2 separate regions of the Mus musculus genome follow, and region 1 is linked to region 2. The links are chromatin contacts, called in public HiChIP or PLAC-seq maps. All regions are on one chromosome and are shown on one strand. The core of a region is the stretch at or near the end of the contact, and the rest is flanking DNA. Distances in the headings are between cores, read along the strand shown.

Region 1 (6,101 bases), core at 3,367-5,866, 1.2 Mb before region 2:
AGTTCCAGAGAGTGACCATCATGGTGGGGAGCAAGGCAGCAGACAGGCAGGCAGGGTGCTAGAATAGTAGCTGAGAGCTTATTATATTTTGAGGTACAATCACCAGTCAGAGAAAGCAAGAGAGCAAACTGGGAGTATCATGGGCTTTTGAAAGCCCACTCCCCAGTGACATACCTCCTCCAACAATGCCACACCTCCTAATCCTTCTCACACAGTTTAACCAACTGGGGACCAAGTATTATGAGCCTATGGGAGCCATTGTCATTCAAACCACCATAACCAATAAGTTTCAGAATTGCTAATCTAAACATAGCAATAAACAGAACAGGACCCAACATTAACAACTAGGAATATCCTGACTGGGTGGTGATGGTACACACCTGTAATCCCAGCACTTGGGAGGTAGAGGCAGACAGATCTCTGAGTTTGAGGCCAGCCTGGTCTACAGAGTAAGTTCCAGGACAGCTAGGGCTACACAGAGAAACTCTGTCTTGAGAAAACAAAACAAAAACAGCAAACTGAAAATATCCTTTGGAATATATTTCTCAGATATACAAAATACTTAGTAGTATTAGAAAGAAGTGCCTTTTCCCTATACACGCTGCCTACCTTGAATGACTGCTTCTCCATTATGGTATCACTACGACAGTTGGTAGTGTTGAACTGCAGCTTAGAAGGATCACTTTCTTTGAACCAAGATGGGACTAAGCCCCATCGCATGGGAATAATTATCCGATCTGATGAGTCTGCATCCTGCCATAGAAAAAAGATCAAGATTTAGCACCTGGATTTGTGGTATACACTTGTAATAATCCTAGCATTCAAAAGGCTGAGGCAGGAGAATTCCTGCTACTTTTAAGGTGACTTTGGGCTACACAGAAAGTCCAGGCAAGTCTAGACTGTACAGTGGTTAGGCATACTTACTGCTTTTGGAGAGGACCTGAGTTACGTTCTTAGAACCTATGTCTGGCAGCTACAACTACACCTACCTCTTCCCACTGGCAGACACCCAACAGATCACACACATAAATTTAAAAATAAGAAAGGTTGAGCAAGACACAAAAATATAATTAAACAGACTCAGGTACGGCAGGAAAACCATAAATTACTATATACAAACAATACAAGGTTATTTAGAGGGGAAAAGCTAGCTGGGCATGGTAGTACATGCTTTTAATTTTAATCCTAACATCTAGGAGGCAGGTGGATCTCTGTGAATTCAAGGCCAGCCTGCCTCAAAAACTGAGAGAGAAAGGGGTGGGTGGGGGTGGGGAAATGTCGACCAAGAGTGGTGGGTGGAAAACACTTGTGATCCCAATACTTGGGAGATGATACAGGTGTGTTGTGAATTCCAAGTTAACCAGATTTACTGTCTGAAGTAGGTCATAGGCCCAAGGAATGATACTATTAGTCATCTTTTCTGATAAATGGATTCAGTGTCAAGCTAAATATTTACACACATACCCAGAGTTCAGTGCTGTTCTCCGCACTGGTCAGAGAAACTCCTGACTGTAGAGGGTGATGATTACTGCAGAGACTCACAGCTGAGCAAAGTACTGGGGAGAATGACTTAAGTGTTCAGCTCTAAGTGGACACCTATATCATCCCTGTAAGGAACAGAAAGTGTTGTGGAAGAGAGAATAAAAAGAAGGTAACCTGTCAGAAAAGGAAAGGGGAAGAAAGTAGAAGGGTGAAGAAGAGAGGGCTGAGAAGTAATGGGTGAGTTAGAGGGATCACAATACACAGATTCATGTATGAAATTGTCATCAATTAAATAAAATGATATACAAGTGGAAGGACTAAGCTGGGCATAGTGCTACACACCTTTAATCCCAGCAATTTGAGAGACAGGTAAATCCTTGCCTTCAAAGACAGTCTGATCTACAAGGAGAGTTCTAGGACAGCCAGGGACACACAGAGAAGCCCTGTCTGGAAACACAAAACAAAACACAACAAAAAAGGTGGAATGACTAGATGTACTGTGAAACTGTCTTCCAGAAATGGCACAGCTGCTGTCCCCAAGGACCCAAAAGCAGCATTGAATACTTGCACAGGACCTACTCAAGAATGGGCCATCAACACTCAGCCTTCCACCGTGGTTAGGAGAGAGCTCATGAAGCCCTAGCCCTCCCTGAGAAGCTATGGGCAGGTAAGATTGTGTGTGTGTGTGGGGGGGGCGGGCTCAAAGGTGCCTTCTTCTGGCCTCCACAGGCACTGTACATGTGTACATGTGGTACACAGACATTCATTCAGCAAAACATCTATGCACATAAAAAAAATATAAAATACTTTTAAATGTCAGTGACGTTTTGGTTGACAGTTCTACTGGTCACCTCTGAGTGTTTTCATCACTGCACAGAGCAACCCCAAACACGAGGGCAATGCATACAAAGTGGCCGAGAACCCGAGATACTGAAAGTATTGCTCAGTATTAGTCATCTTTTCCTCTACAGGTCTGACTCTGGAGTTAGAACAGCTGGTGGCACTGTGGTAGATGGAAAGAAAAAAAAGAGGAAGTACTTTGCAAATCAGTGGTTTCAGATACAAATATTGCTACCTATTCATATATGCTGGCAGTTGAACGGCTGAAATGTTCCTAATTTTATTTTAGAATTTGTAGATTTGAAAAAAAAAATGTATCAAATATTTACCAGATTAAGAAACCCTAGCAATCTAAACAAATCGTATTATAGATGTGCAGTCAAACATTACACGGGCAAACTCAAATGACCCAAAGGAGGGGCTATGTTTGCTAGGGACTCCACCTTCCCATTTCTGCTCCCCAAGATCCATCCACTGAACTAGGGACCCTGGTCTGTTCAGCAGTTAAGGCTACTTGCTGCACTTGCAGAGGACCTGGGTTCAATTGCAAGCACTCACATGGTAGTCTTTGGTAACTTCAGTTCCAGGGGATCTGAAGCTCTGACTTCCAAGGGCACTAGGTACACGCCTGATGCACATCCATACATACAGCAGGTAAAACATTAATACACATAAATAAATTGTTAAATTTTAAAAAAATCAAAAATATTTTATGTGTGCTAAGACTGACCCCAAGGCTATGAGTATATGACATATGTTCTGTATCTCCGAGTAATATCACTAGCCCCAGACACACTGATTTTTTCTTTACATCTATTCGTGTGTATGTGTCTACTCTCTTGCGTGAATGCCACAGACTGGGAGTGGAATCAGAAGGCAGCTTGCAAGAGCTGGTTCTCTCCTAACAGGCAGCAAGTGTTCTCACCCACTGAGCCAGGCTGCAAGCTCTGTAAGCTCCACAAATCAGTTTTTTGAGACACAGTTTTACTATGCAGCCTTGACTAGCCTCCAACTCAGAGATCTGCCTTCCTCCGGCCTCCTAAGTGCTGGGATGAAAGGTGTGTGACACCACACTTGGGTTTTTGCTTTTTTGTTTTTAATATAAGGACAGATGACGCTGATAAATCAGTAATACTTGAAAAATGCGATCTTAAAAAAAAAAAGAGAGAGAGAGAGAGAGAGAGTCAAGCGTGTCAGAGTGTACACACCTGTAATACAGGATTCTGGAGACAGGCAGATTTGCTGAAAATCTGAGGTCAGCTGGGCCTCTATAGGGAGTTCCAGGACCGCCAGGGCTACATTCATAGTTAAGACTCTGTCTCAAAAGAATTCTTAAATGTATTCAGATATGAGGTTCACATAATTTGGGCATACATTCAAACAGTTTAACTGACCCTGAAGAATGCTGACTTATTTCTTGCAGAGACCCAGAGGGATTAGGGCCTTAATGTATCTGTAAAGGCTGCTTTTCGGGTCATTCCGGAGGCTGGGCAGATGGCGGCACATGGGTCACGAGTCAGATGGCCACGGCGATGCTGGCCCAGAAGCTCCGATGGTGCTGACACACTCCTTACCTTCTCAAAGTGCAGTCTGGAGAGCAGCACGGGGCTGCTGGACTGCGGGCTCTTGTTGTAGGAGGGGCAGTACTTGTCGGGGTCCCTCCACTGCGGGAGCCGCCGCCGGCCCTGCCGATCCTGATAGGCGCAGGCCCTGGTGAGAACCTCTCTGGGCAAGTGACAGGACGTTCGCCCGCACATACTTCAGCGCTGCCGCTCAGACCTAGAGAAAGTCACAAAACCCTAAGGTTCTCCTCCCTAGGTCACGCCAATCTCCCCGCGAAGCCACATCTTCCGCGGAGGCTCCGTTAGGTCAGCCAGTCCCGGCCACTGCGGGGCCCACAGTCCCCAAGCAGGCCCTCGGGTGGCGGGCGAGAAAGAAAGCCGCTCCTCCCAGGTTGTTTCCCACGGACGCAGCAGGGAAAGGTGAGAGCGCTCGGCTTTGACGCCAGCGACACTCGCGGGCCGCGGCCACCGCACTACCGCCCCGCGGGGACACGCTCAGGTCCCGGGCGGGGCCTTGTCGGCGCCAAGGCTCCAGCTCGGAACGTGGGCGGTCCTCGCCTGCCCGCCCGCCGGCGTCCCCTCCGCCGGGTCCTCTCTTCCGCCCGCTAGCTTCTCCTCAGCGCGGCCCTCCTCCCGCCCGCCCGTCCGTCCTCATCCCCTCAACGAGGCCCTCCCCACGCGCCCGCGTCCTCTCACCGCCCGAGGGTCTAGTCCACCCTTCCTCGCAGCTAGCGTCCGCCTAAGAGACGCCCGTCCCGCTCCTCGGTAACCCCGCCCCGCCCCCGACGTGACGTCGCGCCGTCGGGGTTCCCTCCCCACAGGTGGGGGTGTGGCTAGGTGAAGCAAGACAAAATGCACTGACCTGAGACAGGCACCCCAGGAGGCCTCAGGGTCCCCCTTCCCAGGCCGGAATCTGAAGCCAGAAAACCTGTGCTGCCCACCCTCAATGTGTAAGGCCATCCGAATTGAGACTCTCTAGCTATTCCCACAAACCCCTAAGGGTCAGGAAGCCCCACCTGGTTTCCTTTTTAACATTTGTGTGTGGGGTGTGTGCAAGCCTTTAAATAAAACTAGAGTAAGCTGTAATCTTCACAAAAGGAGGCTGACACCAATTTCTTTAATGAAGTTTATTTGAATGGAATGGCTTCCAGGCTATGACCAGGCCTGGGAGTAGAAGGGGAGGGTATTAGGCAGGAAGAATACAGTCAGGAAGGGCTAAGCAGGATGTGGCCTTGAAGGTCAGGCTTTCCTTTAAAGCCTGGAGAGGCCTTCATAAAGGGATGGAATGAGGCAGAGAGGCCAGGCAAGAGCAACTGCTCAGTCCCCAGGAGAGGGATGGAAGGTGGGGGACAGAGGGATGTCTTTAGGGAGCAGCCTTCAGGTCACCTACTTGAGAAAACCCCCCAAATGAGAAATCTCTTTATAACCTGTTAGGAAGTTTCACACCACGTTACTTAGTTCACCACTGCATGCCTGACCAAGTACATGGTGGAGCCAGGACCAGTCATGAAATAGGCCATAGCTAAAACAGCTTAACGATGCTCAAGTGTAGCCTGATGTCTTCATGTTATGGGATTCGGCTTAAAGGTGCAGGCCTCTGTTCTAATGTGTACATGTGCATGTGCATACAGTATACAGGTGTGCATGAGGTTAGGCGGCAACTATTGCAAAATGGTCCTCTCCTTCTACCAAGTGGGTAGTCCGTCCTGATAGGTACCTTTACCTGCTGAGCCATCTGAGTAGCCTCACAGGAGGTCCAGTTCTTCAAGTGTTTCCAACAGTTTAAACCACCTGATTTGAGTTTAAAGCCCAAGCCCTGAAGCATCCCCTAGGATTTCTTACTCCAGCCCAAAAGGAATGCAGATACTGTTTTTCCCACTCATAGACCCAGAGCAGATCATGACACCCTCTAAGGACCTTTGGACACCCATCCATCTACAGATGCCTGTAGATGAGTGGCTTACCAGACCTGCTAGCTGTTGTCATTCGGCTAGCCTTTAACCCCACCCTAAGCTTGGCACTGACAGTCCCGAGGGGCTATGCACACGCTCCATTTGGTGAAGGGAGGCCTCAGGGAGAAGTGGAGGCCCTGAGCACGAGCCTGCAGAAGCAGCAGTTATTCAAGAAATACATGCTGACTTATCATAGGGATGAGACGGTTTCTTTGAGTATAAATATTAAGAGAAAGTCTGAACATTTTATTCATTTGTCTCTCCT
Region 2 (5,538 bases), core at 1,805-4,304:
AAGTATTTTAGTCATTAACTGAGATAAGACTGATTCCCTTTTTAACAGTTACTGATTTCTAATTGTATGTATGTATAGGTGACTCCTTTTCTGTATGTGTACCATGTGTGTGCAGTCACCAGAAGAGGCATCAGGTCGCCTGGAACTGGAGTTACAGGCTGCTGTAAGCCACCTGGTGTGGATGCTGGGAACTAAACCCAGGTCCTGTGCAAGACCTAGTATAGTATACTGTTAGCCACTGAGCCTGCTCTCCAGCCCTGAGCCCCATTTACACAGAAGTCACGGACCTGGTACCTGCCCCAGTGCCGAGTGCTGGGGGTTATAGCTGTGCTTCACCAGACCCTGCTTTTTCTTTGCCTTAAAAAAAAAAACCAGAGATAATTTTACAGCTGAATTAATATGGAGCCTTGTAGAGCTTTCAGTGCCTGTGTAAGTTAAATCTACCTTGAAAGAGCTCCGATACCCTCTTCTGTGTTCTGTGCAATATAGTATATGGGTGAATATACATTTGTGTATGTGTGCTTGTGTGTGTTTCTCTATTAGAAGTTTTGAAGATTCTAATGTCATGATGAGAGAAGCCATGACATTGAATGTTTAAAGCAACATCAGCAAAGGGTTCATATTAAAACAAAAATGTCCTGTTTGGATATTTGCTACACCAAGAAATGACATAAATTCCTCAAAAACATAGAAGACAAAATTCATCTCATACTGTCTTTATAAACTTGGTTGTGAAGAGAGTTTTAATTCCCACAGCCTAGGCCTTTCAGGCAGTTGAGTGCTGTGGAGGATGAAGTTCTGAGGTGCTCTACAAAGCAGCCCCTTGGGTCCCATATGAGATGAGCTCAGCATTGGCAATGACCTCCACCCAGCTGGAGCCATGGGAGGCCGGGAGCCAGACTGTGGGACTGAGTGACTAGATAGACAACCATGTCATACATACAGTTGGGTTTCTCCATTTAACTACTCAGTTCCTAGTTTTATCTTGCATGCTGAAAAGCACCTTTCTTGTGCTATCACATGCATCATTTGTATTAAACTATTGGCGTAGAGCTGGGGCCCACACATTTTAGAACTCTCATGTTTGGGAGGCAAGGCCTACTTAGCAGTTCATGCTTCCATAGTGACTGACCATGTTGGGTTATAGGAGAGGACTGAGCTGGTTCACCCTTTGTTTTCCACTTACTGCTTCACTGCCAGTAGATGGCGCTAGATACTCTGTTCCTAACTGCAAGTCCTAGTTGGTGTAAGCAATCCTATTCTTGCCACCAAGAAAGGAGATTGCCATATTTCTTAGTCTCTCTGGTGTTTATGTGATTGAGTATTTTTGTTTGGAGTTGAATTTAGACGTGTTTGTGCTTAACTTACTTGCTTTAAATAGTCTCTCTGGCTTGGGTTTCAAACGCTGACCACCCCTTTAAAAAGAAATGTGTGGCTTTTCCGTTAGAGTGACTGTAGGGGTAGAATTATGATCCTGAAATAGGACTGGATTGAAATAAGTTGCTGAGAGCAGAAAGAGAAGACTGAAAAGATGTTATATATTCACAGTAAACTTGGGAGGAAATATGAAAGTGTGGAACCCAAGATGTTAAAATGGCTGAAACAAAGCATTTTATGAATATTAAGTTGGTTACTTTAATAGTTGCATATGATACTTTAATTTTTAACCTTATTTAACAAACAGCATACAATTTTAAAATATTCCAAGTGGTTCTTTTCCACATTCTCATTTCCAAGTTCCATGTCCTCATGAAAAACTGCCTTCAGTGTGTGTGTCAGCATAGAGCCCTTGATTGGATCCTTGAACATACCAGGAACATGGCCTCTCCATCGCACCCAAATCTGTTGTGTGTAATGGCGGTTTGAATTTAGTTCTGTGGCTGTCTGCAGTTCTGGATACCTGCCATTTTGTTGTTGTTATTGTTGTTGGGATCGTTTTGTTTTGTTTCGTCTTGTTTTTGTATAACTATAAGTCAGAGGATTGCCTGGGCAGTTGTGGATGAGATTACAGGGGTTCAGGTCTTTCTCCAAGCCAAGGGGAAACAGGAACGTTATTTGTCTCTGAGCCTCTTTCTTCATGTGCAAATGTAACTAAGGATGACAACCCTCACAGGTTGTCCTGAGGGATGGGAACCCTCTAGGTGGATTACCTGACATATGCATACAGAGAAAGCTAAAACTGTATACTGACAACACTCATACGTTTCATTTTAAACTCCCCTGCTCATTTCAGTTTTCAGACTTCTTACCCATTAGCTTTATTCCTGCCATTTAAATTGAATATGTTGACATTACACTGTAAGTCTCGAATAAGCTCTCATTTCAAAAGTCGCGATGCTCAAGGACCTGTGTTTACAAAGTGAGCTTTCCTGTGGGTGCTGGTGGCCTTGGGGAGAGGCCTGCTCTGAAGTGTTTTCCTCTGGGATGGAAGGGATGGCCTCGGGTTCAGCCTTACTCTATGCACCAGGTCACTCGGTGCGAGTGTGGTATACGGGAGCCGGCTGTTTTCCCCCAACCCCTGGGGTGGGAGCTAGGTGCCACCATCTGCTGAGGTCCCCAGCTAGGCCTGAAGTTCTCCCCGGAGACAGTGGGCAACAGGTCGGCGGCCAGTGGGCGGGGACCCGCCCTGCCCTCCTGCCTTGTAGCCAATCAGCAGCACGGGAGTGGGCCGCTGCTTGGGCAGAGAGGTGACGTCATCGTAGCCGGGAGGTTTCCGAGGATTAGGCCAATGAGGCGCGGGCGCAGCGGCATTCCCTATACTGTACTTGCCCAATACCCGGAGAGCCCAAGGGGGCCCGGCTATCGGCGTAGAGCCAATGGGAGGCAGGCTGAAGCACGAGGCGGAGTTGCGAGTCCTGCAGCCAATGGGGCGTGGGGGGCGGAGCCCGGGCCTTGTCAAGCCCGGCCAACCGGCGGGGGAAGCGGGCTTCTGGGGCGGGGCCGCGGGCACTTCCCCAATCGCGGAGGGCCGGGGGCGGGCCGGGCCGCGGGCGGCCCAATGAGGCACGCCGCCGCCGCGGGCCTGTCAAGGGACGGGGCCGGGGGCGGGCGGCGGCGAGTCGGGATAAACACTCGGCGGTGGCGGCTGGGCTCCTGTCTCCGTGCTGTCCCATCGCTGCCCCTCCTGGCTGGCCAGCGCGGCGGCTCCTCGGTGTTCCCGGCCGGTGGCCCGCGGGCACGGAGAGGCGGCCCGCCGGGTGCAGGATGGCGACAGCCGTCGGGATGAACATCCAGCTGCTGCTGGAGGCGGCCGACTACCTGGAGCGGCGGGAGAGAGGTGCACGGCGGGCTGCGGGCCGGGCGGGCGGCCGCTGGGGTGGTTGGGGCGCGGGCCGGCCGCGAGCGCCAACCCCCGAGCCCGCGCCCCAAAGCCGAGCGCGGGGGGCGGCGAGCAGCTGGAACCTTCCACACCTGCTCCGAACCGAGGGCGTCCACGCCAGGAAAGAGCAGGCATTGTTCTCAGAATTCCGCCTGCCTGCTCCCGCCCGGTGTCCCGGACTCCGACAGACAGACGGACGCGGGGACAGGGTGTCAGTTGCTCTGGGCCCACTTATTAACGGGACCCCTCGGTTTTTTAGAAGCTGAACATGGGTATGCCTCCATGCTGCCATACAGCAAGGACAGAGATGCCTTCAAACGGAGGAACAAGCCCAAGAAGAACAGCACCAGTAGCAGGTAACTGTTCAATGTTCCCCTTCTCTGTAGCTAAAATGACCAAGGCTGATTGTTAGTTGACTTACAGGATTCTAGCCCTACAGATACATTGAGGGTTCAGTAATGTGTTCATGGTGCCAAGCAGTCCTTCTTTTTAAGTTGAGGAAACAGAGGAGAAAAATAGGAATGTCTAACATTTCAGTGTGACTTTTTAAAGCAAGATTAATTCTGCTTTTTACCGTCTGAACAAAGCAAAGCTCTGTGGCTGCTCCAGGCAGGTCTGGCAGCAGGGTTACTGTGTTTGCCTGCTTTACAAGCAAGAGTTTCCTTTAATTCAAAATGTGGCATGGTATCAGTTGATTTTGCTTGTTAATAGAGATTTTATAAATGAAGTATCTGGCCTGACACAGGTGGTAGAAATTTATATTTAATGTGTACATTAAATGCAGTAGTTTGCCTGGTAACCCAATTGTGACCTCTCTTCCTGGTGGCTGAGCAGAGTGATTGAGGGTAGAACCCACTTCTGTGAGAAGATGCATGCTACACTAAGATGTCAGCAAGTTGCAGCCTTTTCCTGTTAGCCTCAGAGATTACCTCATAGCCCTCAAAAGCTGTGAATTTCACCAGTGTTTAGTTAATGGCTGGGAACTCACAGTCCCTGATCCACAATAACATTTCATCTTTGTTACTGTCCCTATGTCCCCCTCCTTGCTCTTAAAATACTAGTTGTAGCTGGGCATGATGGTGCACATCTTTAATCCCAACTCTCAGGAGCACTCAGGCAGGTGGATCTCTGTGATTTGGAGGCCAGCTTGATCTACCTAGGGAATTCCATGTGAGCCAGGGCTACACAGTGAGACCCTGTCTCAGAAAACAAAAACAAAACCACTAACAAGTTGGTAGGAGTCTGTGTATCTTGAGCTATTCAATTATGTCTTTCTGCCTATCAACTAAAATGACATTTTCATCAATTTAGAATCCTCATCCCTCCTTCTCATGAGTAACTCCCACAAGCACTATATGTGTAGCCCCTGTGGCTTAATACAGACCACTACACCCCAGGAGGTTCCCACTCACGCCTCAGATTCACCCACCTTGTCCTTGGTTCACCCCGTTCCTAGTCCTTAGTGTTGTGATCATAGACTGAGCAGCACACTTGGCCACGCTCCTGACTAAAGCACCGGAAGGGTGGACCTGACCTGGTAATTACCTGGTGGGTTTTCCTTGTCTTCTCATCTAGCATAGCCTGGTGGTAGTCAGCAGCACTGTACACAGGCATCGCTGCCTTGAAGGAGCATGCGCACACTGACGTGAGTCAGACAGCAGCATCAGAAAAGGCTCTGCTGCCTTTGTAACAGAAGGACTTCAAAGGCGTGGTGTGCTGTCTGTTGTCTCTGTACTAGTGTATCCCACTTTTGCCGTTATTATCACCACACGTGAGTTGGGAGGAATTGTCCGCCTTACCAGTCTTAGGCTCTAATACCTCAACACTAGTTTTTCCTGCTTTGTGGGAAGGTCGCTAGTGGTGCTGAGGAATGGGGAATAGAAAGGCAGTGCTGAAGTGACTTGGTCCCAGAAGATAATTAAGAGATCATGAGAGCTAAAACTGCTAAGCCCAGCACTGGAGTCCTTCTCTTGTGTTTAGCTTACAGCACTCCTGAAAGTGGCTCTAGTTCCTGAGTTTTGAAAAAGCTGTAAACCCTTCTCTAAGAGACTTGCTTCCCATTCCTCGAGACAGGTCTGTGAGAGCGGCTCATGTACTTTCCTACCAGTGATGCAGTCAGTAGTGTAAGGGTCTCTCAGTCCAGGATTAAAGTCTGAGCAGGTAGTTTTATGTAGGTGTGATCTCTTCCGTGGCTGTTGGCTCATCCCTCACTTGAGGAG

Evidence for each region. HiChIP or PLAC-seq counts read pairs in DNA pulled down with a chosen protein or histone mark.
Region 1: a contact with region 2 is called in a FOXA1 HiChIP or PLAC-seq map of pancreatic cancer cells. The contact joins the promoter of Hmces here to the promoter of Mxd1 in region 2. A contact is called at or near these places in 2 of 39 promoter capture datasets (embryonic stem cells and pre-B cells) and 1 of 115 datasets of contacts at active chromatin or transcription factors (pancreatic cancer cells).

The regions. Positions count from the first base shown.
Region 1 is chr6:87,912,491-87,918,591 of GRCm38.p6, reverse strand. Hmces (5-hydroxymethylcytosine (hmC) binding, ES cell specific) reads right to left here and starts at 4,616. Exons shown (of 7, transcript NM_173737.2): 1 at 4,581-4,616; 2 at 3,897-4,101; 3 at 610-753. The coding sequence starts at 4,079. Copg1 (coatomer protein complex, subunit gamma 1) reads right to left here. Exons shown (of 24, transcript NM_017477.2): 24 at 4,997-6,101.
Region 2 is chr6:86,666,675-86,672,212 of GRCm38.p6, reverse strand. It overlaps Mxd1 (MAX dimerization protein 1), which reads left to right and starts at 3,054. Exons shown (of 6, transcript NM_010751.3): 1 at 3,054-3,277; 2 at 3,579-3,675. The coding sequence starts at 3,205.